2 separate regions of the Zea mays genome follow, and region 2 is linked to region 1. A link is a contact called in public Hi-C data. All regions are on one chromosome and are shown on one strand. Each heading gives the region's core, a stretch centred on a gene start, on an enhancer-like site or on the middle of the called end of the contact. The rest is flanking DNA. Distances are from core to core; before and after follow the strand shown.

Region 1 (7,880 bases), core at 3,300-5,799:
GTCAAGAAGGCGAACCGCCGTACAAGGAGCATGCTACCGCCCCACGGTAGTGCGCCCCCTCGTCTTCGCTGCAACCAGCGGTCCAACCTCTGGCATGGGGGCCCAGACCCACATGTCATGCACCTGGCGCGCCGGTTCCTGTGTGCGGAGAAGGTGAAGGTGAACCGACGCGTGGAGAGCACGCCACCGCCTACGGTAGTGTGCCTCTTCGCCCCCGCGGTAGCGCGCCCCCTTGGCTTCGCCGCAACCAGCCGTCCGACCTCTGGCATGGGGGCCCAGGCCCACATGTCATGCACCTGGTGCGCCAGTTTCTGTGTGCGGCGAAGGTGAACCGACGCGTGGAGAGCACGCCACCGCCTAGGGTAGTGCGCCTCTTCGCCCCCGCCAAAACCAACAGCCCAGTCCCTGGCACAAGTGCCCGGGCCCACGAGTCGTTCTCCTTGGGCGCTGGTTCGTGGGTGCAGAGAAGTCACACCGCTGCTTGCGCCAGTACCACGCCTACTCTAGGCCACCGCAAAAGACTCAGAAGATAAATTTTTAAAACCAATGCAGCGACTCGAGGCACCCCGCGCATGGCCCAAAGCCATTAAGTACGGAGGTCACGGGTCAGTGAGCCGAGGGGACAGGCGTGGCAGTCGGCGTGACCAAGGGCGGACCGACAGAAATTACACCAACGGGCGCGCAGAAACAGCGAGCTAATCACCAATCAAACTTTGGCTCCACCTACAGGCTCGTATCCTCCCCTAAGGCGGGCCCGGGGCCCACTGTTGGTACCCTGAATCAAGGGTACCCCTTACTACAGTATGAAGACACGGTGCCCGTACGACGATCTCTAGCCGCACGGTGAACAGCACCCGACCCCACCACGTGGACGGCTCGAGGGGCACCACGTGGCGAGAAAAGATGATACATCCCAAGATGTATCAGTTGGACCGGACCTCCACGAGGAAGCACCGGACCCCTTTACGCACAACCCGGACCCCCGATTACAGTCCGGGACTCCCAAGTAGGCATGTCGGGTCCCTTGGATGGGGTCCAGATCCCTCCGAGTAAGGTCCGGGCCACGACGAGGTCCCGGGACAGGGGATACCCTAGCGTAAGCAAGGGTCCGGTACTGACACGTGTCCATGCCTTATCTTGTGCGCTTGCGCTCCCCGCTCAGGCGGAGACCCGGTGCTGCCACGTGGCTTGTTGCCTGTGACATAAGCCAGCGGGCGGAGCCTGACGTAAGGCCTCTAGGCCGCGCGGTCTCTGCATTTATTGCGGAGAGGACGCGTCGCCTATCCACCCTGCTGACAGGCGATGTGCCCCCTCAGCATTTAATGCGTCATGTCCACTCCGCTGGCAAGTGGCGCCAGGGCCATCCTGCAGACGGCGCGCCTGTCCAGTCCATTGTCAAACAGTGCGCCCGTGCTGCGCGGCGCACTGTGTCCATCATCCCTTATACGAGAAGCTTCCCCTGCACGCCGATGCTACGTAGATCTCAGATGTCAGGGCGCAAGAAGATTGCTCCAGCAGTGAACATTAAGTAGCTCCAAGTACTACATCCGTTATGTTCCTGGGCCCACATGTCGGGGCTCAGTACCCTTGTACATGCCCCCCTTAGCTATAAAAGGGGAGGCATGCAACGCTACAACACAGGCTCTATTAGACCAAACTTAGACAGAGACTCTCAGCTCTCAAGCTTCCACAACAATCCAACACAGTGAAGTAGGGTATTACGCTCCGGTGGCCCGAACCACTCTAAATCCTCGCGTGTTCATGTGCTCGGTGATCGCTTAGCAAGACAGGCAAAACGCTTAAGCCCCTTCCTCATCTTAGGATTTAGGGCGGGTGCATTTCGCCACCCGGCCGGAGAATTCCCTCTCCGACAAACTCTATTTGCAGGATTTAATATGTTATCCTTCATTTTCTATCGCATCATAATGTCATGGATGATATCGTGGGTGATGTTGAAGCGTTTCCCACACACATTAGATAAAGTTTTTTTTGTTCCTATATATGTTTAATATCGTGTTAAGGGTTGCGGTTTAAGATTTAGCTCATGGGTGAGTGTGCATACCACTATCCGCTGGTAATATTCCTGTTGCATCCTTACTCATATGTTTAGTGACATGAAACACGATCTTAAGAGCAACTCCAATAGTTATGTAAATTTTAGCTCTCTAAATCAGAGATTTAAGAAGTTGCTAAATGACTTTGGGAGTAAAAATTTGTGAGTTCTCTAATAGTTCTATATTTTGTTTTGTATCTATCCACATAAAAACATTAAGTCACAAATGTGAACAATCACCTTCATTATCTACATAATGCAATCAACATTTTTATTTAGGGAGTTTCTAAATAGTTGCCAATATAGAGAGAAAATGAGGTTAGTTGAGAAATTGCTAAATTTATAAAGTTTATTTAGAGAACTGTTGGAGAGGAGTTTTTATATTAACTATCTATATTATTAATTTATGAAGGCTTTTAGAGAACTATTGGAGTTGCTTTTAGTTGAATATATGAAGTCTATTTGTATTGTCAAACCACTAGGGTTGTTCTATCTCTCAAAACCATCATGTGGAGACGACCTTACATATGTCAAGAAGACAAGAACAACTCTCTTCTTGGTCATCACTTGATTGGAGCATGCTTTAACTTAGGCCAAGGTTCCAAAGATGAATGTGCCTAAAACGACGTGATAAATTAAAAACCCTGAAGTTATGTTAAAGTGAAATTACTGGATCAGTTTCTATCTCCATAATGACAAAGAAAAAACCTCCACTGTTCTCGGTGGATTCCTCAACAAAATCACTGCATCACATATTATTTAACCTCACCAAAATCATTTCATGCGAAAGTATCAACAAGTCATGTTCGCAGTTCTTTTTTAGTGTGATTGGCTGGCTGCACACATACATCCAGACTCTCTAGATACATTGACCAAGGGACATCTCCTGTTTGCTTGCCTGCGCATGTGATGTTAAGCCTGCACCCGCAGCTGCAGCGTTTGCCAAAATCAGCTCTCCAGCCTGCATGCGCAGGTACGCATGATTGTTACGTTTCCAGCGAGCCATGCCCCACATCGCTCAGGCCACACTCGGCCACCTAACCAATCAATCTGGTTATGTATGCATGTGTACAATAGAATAAATCAAATTTTTACACGAATTTAACCAAATATCGCATATATTTCTTCTAGCCCAGATAAATGACCTTTCTTAAGTCAAATTCTTTTGAATTTGACAAAATTTATAGAATAGAACATACACACGGCAAGTGGAATTACTACAAAAATATACTACCTTATAATATATTGTCAATAATAATTTAGTATCATATAGTATTACTTTTATATAAATTTGAACGAACCTAAAATATTTAGACAGAATTAAAAAAGGTAAAATTAAAGGCTCAGATTTGAGAACACGCCCAGCTTTCGTTCTCCTCGCCGTCCGTCGCCCGCACCGTCTTTTTTGCATTTTAGTCCTTTTGAGGTTTTATTTTCACAAATATGCTTTTTTCAGTTTTATTTCAAAAAATGGACCCTTATTTCGGCGCCATCACTATTGGCGCCGAGCTACAACGTGCTGACACCAATTAGTTTGGCGTGTACATATAAGAGTCGACGTCTACATGTATATGACGTGTCAGTACCTCGGCGCCGAGGTCAACGTCATGGATCTCGGCGCCGACCTCCATGTATATAAATATACCACTCCGGCCGTTGGTTTTTTGATTTTTGGATGATAGCAGTCATTTTATAAATGATTCTTCTTCATACTTAGTTTATTTGGTTTATAAATTTGTGTTCTGTTGTTGGTGACCTAAATTGTAACTTGGATAGTTGATGATCTTATACCTGTTAAAATTTACAACTTAGCATTTGATTTACATCAGGTCAGCCACGGAGACATCTCCTGCAAAGTGGTTGGAGTGTTTTTGTGAGCGCCAAGCGTCTTGTCGCGGGGGATGCATGTCATATTTCTCAGGTGTCATATTATGTTATGATCAACAGTTAATGTCATGCACCAAACAACTATCCCATCTTCAGTCATATCAAGCCACAGTATGCATCTTGGTGTTCTTGCAACAGCATGGCATTGCAGTCCGTTACTTAATTGGTACATGATTCCCTTGTATATTATAAAATGATGTTTTTGGATCAATGGATAACGAATTGCACGTTTGAGTTGAGTTATTTACACTCATCCTTGCAGGACTAGTCCAGCTGAATTTGTGTTCTCGCGAGTAGGTACTATAAATTTGTGGTCGGCGCCGAGATCCATGGCGTCGAGGTCGGCGCCGAGATCCACGGTGCCGAGGTGCTGTCACATTAGATCCACGTAGGCGTCAGCTCTTAAATGTACATGCCAAACTAATTGGCGCCAACACGTTGGAGCTCGACACCAATAATGATGGCGCCGAGGTAAGAGTCTATTTTTTAATGAAAATGAAAAGTACGTATTTGTGAAAATAAACAAAAAAAACTAAAATGTAAAAAAGACGGTCGCCCGCACCACCCGCCAAGGCCCCAAGACCTGACCGATCTCGCCTAGGGGTTCCGGTGATCCGCGCGCGCCCTCCTCGAGATGTCTGACGTCACCTCTGACTCGGCGCAGAGCCGCCGCTCGCCGCCCCCGCCGTCGCCGTCGCCGTCGATGCCGCGCTTCCAGCAGCAGCCGAGCGGACGCCAGCCGCCCCAGCCCGGCGCCGACTCCTTCGTCTTCGGCGTCTTCGCCTTCATCGCCATCTGCTTCGTCTTGGTGAGTCGTGAACTTTTGACCTCTCCTACCTCGCTAATCTCGCCGATTTCAACTTGCCATCATTTCCACCGATCGCGAGTGGGTGTGTAGATGCTCAGTCGCGGGTGCACGCCTCATTGGCTGGTCCTGGGCTCGATCGGTGGGGAACTACTGGGTTATGGCGTGATTCGCGTGGCCCTGTGGGATTCAGGGTTAATGGTAGGGCGTTGCTTTTAATCAAGGAACGCGTTGCTTGTTTTATAGTTTAGGTTGGGATTCAGGGTTAATGGTAGGGCGTTGCTTTTAATCAAGGAACGCGTTGCCAGTGATGATCTCCTGAGTGCGCCCGTTGTTAACGTATATATTTGGTTACATCGTGCATAAGTGATGCGCATGATGATCAAGGGCATTGGGCAGGTGATGTGAGCAGATTATCTCAGTTATCCATTATCTTTTGCTGAAAATGAGTAGATGTTTCTGCCTTTTGCCACATTTGTTAGGGGCAATGTGCCTTTTTGATACTGCTTGCTGGTGCTGCTCCTAACCAACCAACACACTTTAGCTCCAAAGGGATCTATTTGGTCCTGTTGGGGGAATTTTATATAATAGTTTGGAACTATAGATTGTATGACCCAACTCGTCATTTTCATCTTATATTTCTATATTCATAGTCTTGTGCTTTTGTTTGCCGTGTTCATTTTACTCCTCCGTGTGATTTTACTTGTATATTTTTATGTATGACAACTGAATCATCACCTTAGGACTAAACTCCCAAACAAAGAAAAAACTTGTACTGCATGATGGTTGTTTGTTGCCTCTTGGGCCTTGGGGCTGGAATTGTTTATTCTGTCAGTGCTCTTCAGTGATGACACTGTATGCTTGGATCGATTATATTGTCCAACCATTGAGCTGGTCTCAAAGAAGGACAGGCCTGCAGTAGTGAGAGTTGTCTCATTGAGTCATCAGGTCGTGGGTTTCAAGCAGCCTCTTCGCATTTGCGGGGGGAAGGCTTGCCTCAGTTTATCTTTATCCCTTCCCTAGAACCCACTCATGTGGGAGCCTCCGGCACTAGATCTACCCCTTTTCATTGAGCTGGTCTCAATAACGCATTACATTTGCCAAAATGATTCAATTTATGTGCCTTTAAGCTTCCATTTTCTTTATGGGCTATGTTTGTAGATATTGCTGATTGCTTTCTATCTGAATCAAACATGTCAGCAGGTACCTATCTTGAGTTAATGTCAGCACTGTAATAATTTTTAAGTTCAAAGTATGTCTAGATCACTCCTTTGAGGCCTTCCTTTTAAGTTTTTATACAATGGTCGGAACCATTGACTGCATGGGTCTTTATCAAGTTTCTGTTTCATGTCATGTGGTATTATTTCTACTGCTCTTTTTTCCCTTGTCAGTCTTCCTCTATTGCAATGACCTTTACTTCTCAATGTTCTATGACAGCTATAGAAGAGGAAACATCTTAGTACTTCAGGATGCTTCCTAGTTGGTTTGTATCCCCAGTTTCTCACAAATGATTAAGGAACAGAATTACCTTCTGAATCCTCTTTCTTTTTTATTTTAGAATACTTCTCTGGATTACATATTGATATATATACCTACCTGTCTTCAGTGCGAAATATATTTTAGTGGTACTCGCTTATGCAAAACCCTCTTCTGAGGCTATGGGGTGAACTTGGCAAGGACAATTTAAAGGATACTGTTGCAAATTCATGTTTCATTTATCCGAGATGAAGGCATGCTTTGAATTTGATGCCCTGCCTTGGTTAAACAACAATTTGTACTGAAAATTAATCAATTTTGACTCATATAGAACGCAAAAGGTCAACATACATCATTTTGCCATCTAGTTATATACTGTTGACCAAACTTTAAAGTGAAGTAGTAGGAATTTCGCAAAAATAAGTTACAGCTGTCCTGATAGTTAGGACAAATAATACGTCATAGACTTTGCAATGTCCTTTATATCCTTCATAAGGTTTATTATAACAAGATGGCCGCATGCGCTTGTATGTAGGATCACACTACTAAAAAATGTTAAAAGCAAGGTAGTTTCTGCTAAGTAAGAAAAATCATCAAGTTAAAAAAATGGTTCAACAATGTACACAGTGGATCATCGGCTAGTTATGAGCTTTGTTTATTTTCATTTTTGAACAGAGGCATGTGAAGCTAGTGAAGTAAGAAAGTTGGGATTAAGTATTAGAATTCTGTTATTTTTTAGGACAATTCTTCACATCAATCTGAAAGTGTTGCTCAAGACCACCATCCTGCGGTCCTGCCAAGGCACTAGGCACCGAGGGCGAAAAGAAAGTTCATAGTTCCAATTGGCATCCCCTTTTCATAGGCTATACTGTAGTTTCTAAAACAGCCATCACACCCTCCGACCCTTGCAAGGTCTGTAACTAAGCTCCTCAGACTCTAGTTCACCTCATCGTCTATTGTGATATCACACATCAATTCTGTGGTTCCATTGGCATGGACAGCATGCACTGCCAATGGGCGAACTATTGAAATTGTCAAGACCACTGCAAGTCTGCAAGTCCCCAAGACCCAAGTCTGCAAGAAGTTCTTACCTTTTTGCTGGTGGAAACACAGACAGACTGACAGACAATCTTCTTCAAGGAAGAAGCAACCGTCGCTGGCAAGACTCTCAAGTCAGCATGAAAGGAGGATGTAGCTCTGTCAACACTAGCTGCCGCACAAAAGAGATGTATTTCAGCGATGTGTTGTTTGGTGCAACACATTGGGCCTGTTCGTTTATCTCTAGCTTATATGATCCAGCTTATATAAGTTCCATCGGTCGACAAACACCACAACTTATAAGCCAGCTTATACAATCCATGTCCCCCACTTTATATAATCCTATAAGTTGTCTTAGACCAGCTTATTTCAGCCTTTTTCTTCCACACCTATAAGTTAGGCGGTAAGCAAACTGGCCCATGGTCTTCCATGTAACACCCTAACCTAAAACAGATGCACATCACCTTATTGAGACTGGATGACATGTTTATTGCTGCCCTCACAGCTAATGCAGGTGAGGAACCCTCAAACACACTTGTGTGCGATCCTTCAAAAGAAAAAAGCATCACCCAAATATCTCTTATTCTTGTTAAACAATATCAACCAATGTATTAATTGTGA
Region 2 (7,880 bases), core at 2,398-4,897, 140 kb before region 1:
ATATGATGATTATTTTTAAAGAAATACATTGAATTTTCACCTCGTTTAAAGAGTTTATAGTTGTTGACATGTATTTACAATGTCATTTTTCTTTTTATGACAGTTACAAGGGTCAAGTCATGCATGAAGTAGCACCAGTCTTTAGAATGTCTTCTCTGTTTATATTAAATAAGTTTCATTCTAATTAATGTATTGAAGACCTTTTCTAAATTATTTTTATGTATTTGTTCTATCAAAGAGAGAGATGCATCATTATATGGATCCATGATCTCGTCATGGTCAGCACATTGGTTATTATGCATGTTGTAATAAGGTTGTCTTCGTCGTAACAAAACTTGCATGTCTCTATAGAGCCGATACTCTGGATTAACCGAACAAAAGTTTGAGCCGGGATTATAGTCGAAGGGGGTTATACCCTCCAAGGGGTTCAAGTGACAAAGAGGGGATTAACTCAATTCCTCTTTAGATCCAAAAACCCTCTCTAAAATGAAAACCTATCAACTGAACATGTACTCAATCTCATCATATCCCTGCGCAACTGAGGGCATGTTCGGTTATCTCTCAATCCATGTGGATTGAGTGAGATTGGGTGGGTTTAAATTCCAAGTAAGTCAAATTCCTTATTTTTTTCCAATCCCATCCAATCCATGAGTAACGGGATTAACCGAACAAGACCTGAGTGGGACCATTGACTCCTTCGACAGCAGCTCCGAAGCCTTCGTTAAAATCTGTTGTCTGATATTAACCCGACGCATTGATGGATCAGGTTGGATAAAGGTATTTAATTTGGTTTTCATACTTTGAATTAAGTTTTCTCATATTGGATCGGTCCGGACCACCACGTTGCTCATGCCACCTAGGTCCTCGCCCCCGTTGTTGTCGATTACGAACACAATGGTTCTTCTAATTTCTACGATTTGGACACAACATAACGTGCGTCCTAAAATATAGTTGTTGAACATACATTCATTCAACAACCTATAAATTGGTAGTCGTGGATTGCTTAAGCATTTGTACAACCTTAAGGGTCGTTTGGCACAACTTCAGATTTAAGTTGCAGTGTAAAGTTGTAGTGTATAATACAAATTTAAACAGTTTTAAAAATTGTTTTTAAGAAACAAAATGACTATTCTAAAAGTTTGTAATTTTAGTTTGACAATTTTCTGAGGCTTCTAATGACATCTTCATCAATTTTATCAAATTGTGAAATTGAAGCAGTCGCAAACAAAACCTTAATATCATGTATTTCAGAAGATAAATGAAAAGAATTTATCATATAACTAATTTTAAAGACACCTCTATATCAATAAACCTGTTTCAATTTAGGAAACATTACCTTGTAGATTTCAAACACATTTTCTTGTTTTTATATTAACAAAAGCACGAGATCGTGAGAATTGAAGAGGTGCCATCGATCAATTTCCCAATCACGAGAAGTGGCTTCATTTGCGTGTCGTTCAAAGCTTTACGCAACGACTTTGTATTTAACCAAATAGTTGTCGTTCTAATAAAAGCTCTCTGTTACGAGCTAAAAACATTTTGTTATGCTCAAGCTCAACTGATACAGCAGCAAACAACTCACCAAGTCCTTATGCAAATGAATGCACCATATTATTGAACAGAGACATGAGCATTCTCTCGTATTGTAATAATAATGTTGCTGACGAGCCCAGCCAGTCTAAGTTGAACCTATGGTTCAATCACAGCAGACTAACTGACTGCAAGCGAAACAAGCACAGTTTAGGAAACTCAAGAGATAGAAATTCATCTAGATCGTAATCTATCCAATGATATTATCACGTCACATAGATAGACCTATACCAAATACATGTCATGAATATCAGCTCAGACACTTCCCAAACATACGAATAGGTTTTGATAAATAGGTACTCAGGGAAAATACAGTGTGAACCATAGCTAGAATGCCTTGAGTTCTCTTAACACAAAAATCCTAATCCAAAGTGCAAATAAAGTGTAGCCATCTCAACAATCAAACATGACATCATAGAAACCAAATATGAGATTGCTCAAGCTTCAACAGCAACCCTTCCAGCCACCTGGTCCAGATCACGCCTTCCCTGGGAGGTGATGCGCCGTCCACTGCAACAACACCGAATAAGCAAGGGCCAGGAAAAGTCATTAGTAAGAGAAAGGGGTATAGCAGTTCAATTACCCCTTGGGATCGACATCAATGATGCCCATCTCCTGCAGCTGCTGGAGGATGTTGCGTGAAATGGCACCACTGCTCTTGCAGAAGTGAGGTGGGCGTGAGCCATTCCTCTGGCGGCCACCATAAATCTTCTGGAAGCCACCAACACCAATGCCTTGTCTCAAGTAGATCTTCCTTGCTACAGATGCTGCAGGAGAAGAATATTAAAAATATTATAGAATTGCAGAGTCCGGACATTAAAGTTTTACTAGCAAATGATTATGGTAAACAAACAAGATGTCTTACCAGCCCTGATGTAGTACCAGTCAGGGTCATAAGGAGGGAGCTCCTTGAACCTCGCAGTCTTCACAATGTCAACCCACTCAGGAAGCTCCATCTAACAGAAAAGACAGAGGATACTTAAGGAATTACACATAGCAACATATAGGAATATGAAAGTCATTGGAACAACCACTGAAAATTAGTGATTATCGATACCCGACAAATAATACAATAAAGAGAACATTCGCCCACCATCAAAACCAGACTAATTGATGGCGCAAACAGCACAGATAGGTTTATTGAAGCAAAAAAACTTTAAACTACGATTGTGAACTAATAGCCTAAAAATAAAAGCTTCATAATAACAGCACGTGAGACAAATGTAATAAGCAGCACACTATTCAGCTTCAGAGAAATAGAATTATCAATGTTCAACCTCCAGAATCAAAAGGATTTTGATCCTGAAACAGTCTCCATTCTGAATGGACCCAAGGTTCACTCCACGCCCAATGTACTCCAGACCTAAGGGCTAACCATAAACTCTCTTGATAGATATCAACCGAAAATAAATTAAAATCACACCTCGTATAGGGCCTTGCATAGATGTGTGCTCAGAGCGTTTTCAGCACGCTCAGTAAAAAAATTGCCTAAACCCCATGTATGAACAACAAAAACAACTTTACAAACAGGTTTTCTGCACAGATGATCTAGATAAATAAAATAAATTAAATCATATCTGTTGTAACAGCAGAAAATAAACCGCCTAAGACCAAGAGGACAGAAGAACAGCATTGTTTATGCCTAAGCCTAGCAAAGTAACAAAGTCGAAGAAGTTAGTCATGTGAGCAAATCACGCTCCTACCTACCAATCAGATACCCAGAAGGCACAAGAAATAAAGGTGAATTCGGTTACTGCACCACTGCCTCACAGAACTCAAATATATGCTGAGGATCATCCCATGCCATCATACAGTTCGCAATACCACGAAAAAAATGGCTTATTCACATTCTGTAGCGTCGAATCAGATGGGAAGGCGACGAGTCGAGCACCGTTACCTTGCCGGAGCGTTTGAGATGGGCGGAGTAGGCCTTGACAAACTCGTGGGGGTTCACATCCTTCACCGTCCTCGCAGTAGAAGCCGCCATCCTGCCGCCGCCGCCAGGGACGAGAGAAAGGCAGGTAGAGTTCGATGCGGCTGCTCTGGGCTAGGGTTTGGAGGAGTGGCGACAGAGCGGAGCGTAATATTTATATAGAACGTGCTTCGACGTTTCGGCGTTGGATTGGGATCCGACGGTTGCGATGGGGTGAGCGGATGGTTTAGGGTTGAGGGTGGTATGGACAGGCAGGTGTAAGCGGGCCAAGTTCAAATTGGGCCAAGAGGGTGGCTCCCATCTTCAGTATGGCCTGAATATTTGGTAAAGGGCAGCCCGAGCTCCTAGGCCACTCTGCAAATACAGTTCCCTTTCCTATCATATACTTTACTAGTTGGATGCCCGTGCGTTGCTACGGAGATCATATAAATCTTTAGGGCTTGTTCGGTTAGCTCTCAATCCATGTGGATTGAGTGGGATTGGATGGGTTTGAATCCCAAACAAGTCAAATTTCTTCTCATTTTTTTCCAATCTCATCCAATCCATGTGTGTTGGGAATAACCGAACAAGCCCTTAGGTGGTGCGGGGGCAGGGGTGGCAGTGGTCGCAGCGCCGAAGCCACGAGGAACGGGGGCAAGGGGTGTCAAGGGGGGCACGGTATCGCGGGTGTGCACTCATACTTTTGAGTCTTAATATGATATCCATAGTATCGCAGGTGTGCACGCCTAGTTAATTGCCCATGTGTTGCTATGGTTTCTATATATCATATAGACATACTTTTTAAAATAAGATAATTATTCAAACATGTTCCAAACTTTTACAATGATGTGTGTTATGTGTATGTCAGTGTGTTGCTATGGAGTCAATATATTATAATAAGATATATTGAGATACAAAAGCCAAGTGTAGAATGAAGCACCACACCATAGGAATTTGAAAAGTCACTGCTCCAAACCTTGTGAGCATCGGAGGCACGCACACCATTGGGCAAGGGGCCCTAATTAGATCTTAGAAGCATTGATCATCCCAAATATTATCAGACAAATGAACATCACAAAAAATGGCCTTCACCTAGGGGTACAGATAAACATATTTTTTTAACAATTTACCAAGGTTACCATTTCAGAAAAGTTAAGTCTGTTAAGTCAACCGCCTGACAAACAAAGCCAGTAGAACTAAAAAAGCCAGAGGTTTTACTTAACTTCTGCATACTACACTTTGATGACGACTTTTCCAACAGGTCTCTGAAACCGAATAAGCCCTGACCTTACCTCTTCCCCTTGCATCTTCTTTTACAACACCTTATTGGTTCAAAATACAATCAACATGTATTAAACAATTGTGTGTCGTGTAGACAGTAAGATAACAGTCACATAATTCCAGCCTGAGCTCCAGCCCAAAAATCATCAATTCACACAGACAAGTGGCAGCATGGTCCAAATAGGTAAATAAACAGCAAACCATAGTGTTAATAACTGAAACTGCAACATCACACAATCAAGACCAAACCTTCATGAATTAGGGGGGGTGAAACATGGCACCCAAGAACTCATTGGCAACGGTCTCCTAGGTGAAACTTGTGCATCATAGTAGTAGTGAAGAGAAAAGAGGTATTGGTGAAATACACGTCTTGAAAATTATAAAAATAAGAATATAAACTATAAAGGTTCTAGGGAAATGGATCAAGCTACAGTCCAAATCTAGGTACAATGTACGAATAATCAGAGTTAGTAAAACTTGTGATGCATACATCTCACCAAAGGAGCCTAGAACTGTACATGAAAGAACAAAGTGGTACTATATTAGCTAATCATGGGACTTGAACCGAATTAGCTTTCTGCACTGAGCCTGCTTGAGTAAGCACAGGGATAGATTGTTCTGATTCATCATAAACACCATGGTTGTTTGTTGAATTATATGAGATGATCAAGTTGAAGTTGCCCTGATCAGAGAACCCAAGAAGTCATAAGTTGTAGGTAGATGAACCACATATTAGAGGTCAACCAGTAGAACTTAGTTAGAATAACTGACTGAGAGCACAAAGATTCAGAAACATAAACTGCAGCAATTTCGTCGGTCTCTTATGATCATTATTTCCTTGGTAATAACCTCTATATAATTCATCATTAATTAGACATGAACTGTCCCGCTAGAGAACTAATCCTTCTGTGCATCGTACATCTACTCCAAGTTCAAGTAAGCATTAGTGATAAGTGAAATGTCTTCAATCATTCGTATGTGATTGTCCAGCCATCATGTCCTTGAGCACAAGCGTGTCCAGATAAGGTTAGTTCATCAGTAAGGAAAAGATGGCATGTTGCTCAATTTGAGGGTAGCTTCCCAGAGTAAGAGACTCGAGTCTCTTGGCATACTGCACAAGGGCTCTTAGAGACGCCTTAGTGATGGACAAGCACCCTTCGGTATGGAGGAACTTCAGGTTTCTGCATTGCTTAGCATCCTGAGAAAGACCACCATCACTGATTGAAGACTATAACATAATGAGATTTTCTAATGCAGCGCAGTTTGAAGCAATGATCCTGACATCTTTATCCGTGAGAGAGGGATAGTCGTGCAAACAACAACTCCAAACAAAGAATTATAGATAAAATGTAGTGCAACATATACCTTTACTAATTATATGAATGATACATAAAAGATACCCAAAGGAAATCCCAAACTCCAAAATTATGTTTAACAATCCTAAATAGGAACTTTCGTTTGCATAAATAGCATGTACCACCTACTGCAACATATAGCATTTTCTAAGTGTGTTAGTCACTATCCAAAAAATAGAAATCCTACTTTTGTTTCATTTTTCTCATTCGACTAAATGGACAGCTTGGACCAAATGATTTGATAATAAATGAACAGCTTGGACCAAATGGAGCATTTACAGCAAAATATGAATGATAAACTCCAGGTGACAAAATATCAATCATTTAGAAGTGATATTTTCAAGGCAAAGCAAAAACAAGCAGACAAACAGCCACAAGTGAACTTAGTGTAACCTTACTTCTGATTGTAGCTAAGGTAAACCAGGAAGCTATATAACAAGATAGCAAACCTGAATACGGGCTCCAGATTTGGTCTGCATGGACTTTATAGTCTCACCACCCTTCCTAATAATCAGTCCCACCTAAAAAGAAACAGACAAAAATCAGAAGTAGAGGAAAAAACAACATGGGTAAGGAAATCACACAACACAGTCTGTTGATTGATATAAAATTGACAAACAGGCACCCATACACATGCCAAATACTTGTGGTAGCATGATAAAGTGTAGTTTCGTATGGTAAGGCAAACCCTTGTCCAAATAGAACAAGGTGTATACCTTGTTATTAGCAATTTTCATCTGGTACATCTCAGCACCTTGCTGTGTTGCATTGTATTTCCGGCCTCCAGATCTAGCACCGGATGACCCAGCATCGGCCTGGGATGCAAGATCAAATATTGTAACATAGATGAAAAATGCAGAACAAAACAAAAGGTTGTGAGCATAATGAGTAATACCTCTGCCAGAACTTCTTTGATCAACTGTTCAGCTTTGCTTATCTGCTCAGGTTTGCCAGAAAGCTCAACTTGCCTTGTTAGTGCACCAGGTTCAGCTTCATGGTCTCTTGTGACTTGAATCTTTGCTCCTGATTGAAGTTGGATATACCTAATAGTTTCCCTGGCTTTTCCAATGATAACACCAACCTACAGCAAGTTGACAATAGTGCCAGTTTAAAAGATTACAAACATCACACTTCTGGATGCACTTTCTAAATTCAGTGACAGAAAATAGAATGAACAAAAAGCTTACCCTTCCATTTGGATTTTCAATCTTTTTGCTTGTACCCTGATATCCACCATAATAGGATTACTGAGGTGCGCTGCTCTGAGAAGATAATTGTGGGATAGAGGCCCCATGCCCTGATACAGAAACCAGCAACATTCTGAATTCATTTGCTATCATCGAAATTTATGGTGATTATTGAATTATGAACTATGAAAAATAACAAATTTAAATTCGTGTGGATCATGAGTCATGGTAATGAAAGGGATGCATGTATAAACACAAAAAGCAACAGCTTCACAACATGCTAACTTCACAATTTAAGATTGAATGAACATACTATTTTAAGACAGTGGATACAATCAGACTCTAGTTAAGACAGGCTAATGAGCTGGGATGCAGCAACAGTTTGATTTTGCGTTGATGCCACATTAAAAAGAAAAAGGCAGCCAAACAAAGGTATTAAACATCTGCATATACACCATGTGTGAGCAGATAAATGAATCTTATGGTTTTGTAAGATCACAATAATAACTGATATGTTTCTTGCAAGTCTATCTAGAAAATGGCATGTTGTGAAAA

What was found. A called contact is a pair of places that touch in the nucleus more often than the background predicts.
Region 2: a Hi-C map of tassel shows a contact between it and region 1, with 2.1 times the contacts expected there. The contact joins the promoter of LOC103639054 here to the promoter of LOC100382287 in region 1. A contact is called at or near these places in 6 of 25 Hi-C or Micro-C datasets (bundle sheath, endosperm, leaf and 1 more) and 1 of 3 datasets of contacts at active chromatin or transcription factors (leaf).

Annotation. Positions count from the first base shown.
Region 1 is chr9:129,341,165-129,349,044 of Zm-B73-REFERENCE-NAM-5.0, reverse strand. LOC100382287 (SPFH/Band 7/PHB domain-containing membrane-associated protein family) reads left to right here and starts at 4,549. Exons shown (of 9, transcript NM_001175037.1): 1 at 4,549-4,748. The coding sequence starts at 4,575.
Region 2 is chr9:129,475,597-129,483,476 of Zm-B73-REFERENCE-NAM-5.0, reverse strand. It overlaps LOC103639054 (40S ribosomal protein S19), which reads right to left and starts at 3,647. Exons shown (of 4, transcript NM_001329501.1): 1 at 3,488-3,647; 2 at 2,456-2,546; 3 at 2,174-2,357; 4 at 1,745-2,100. The coding sequence starts at 3,577. The coding sequence ends at 2,028. LOC103639053 (a long non-coding RNA gene) reads right to left here and starts at 7,408. Exons shown (of 3, transcript XR_559204.3): 1 at 7,326-7,408; 2 at 7,034-7,219; 3 at 6,875-6,953.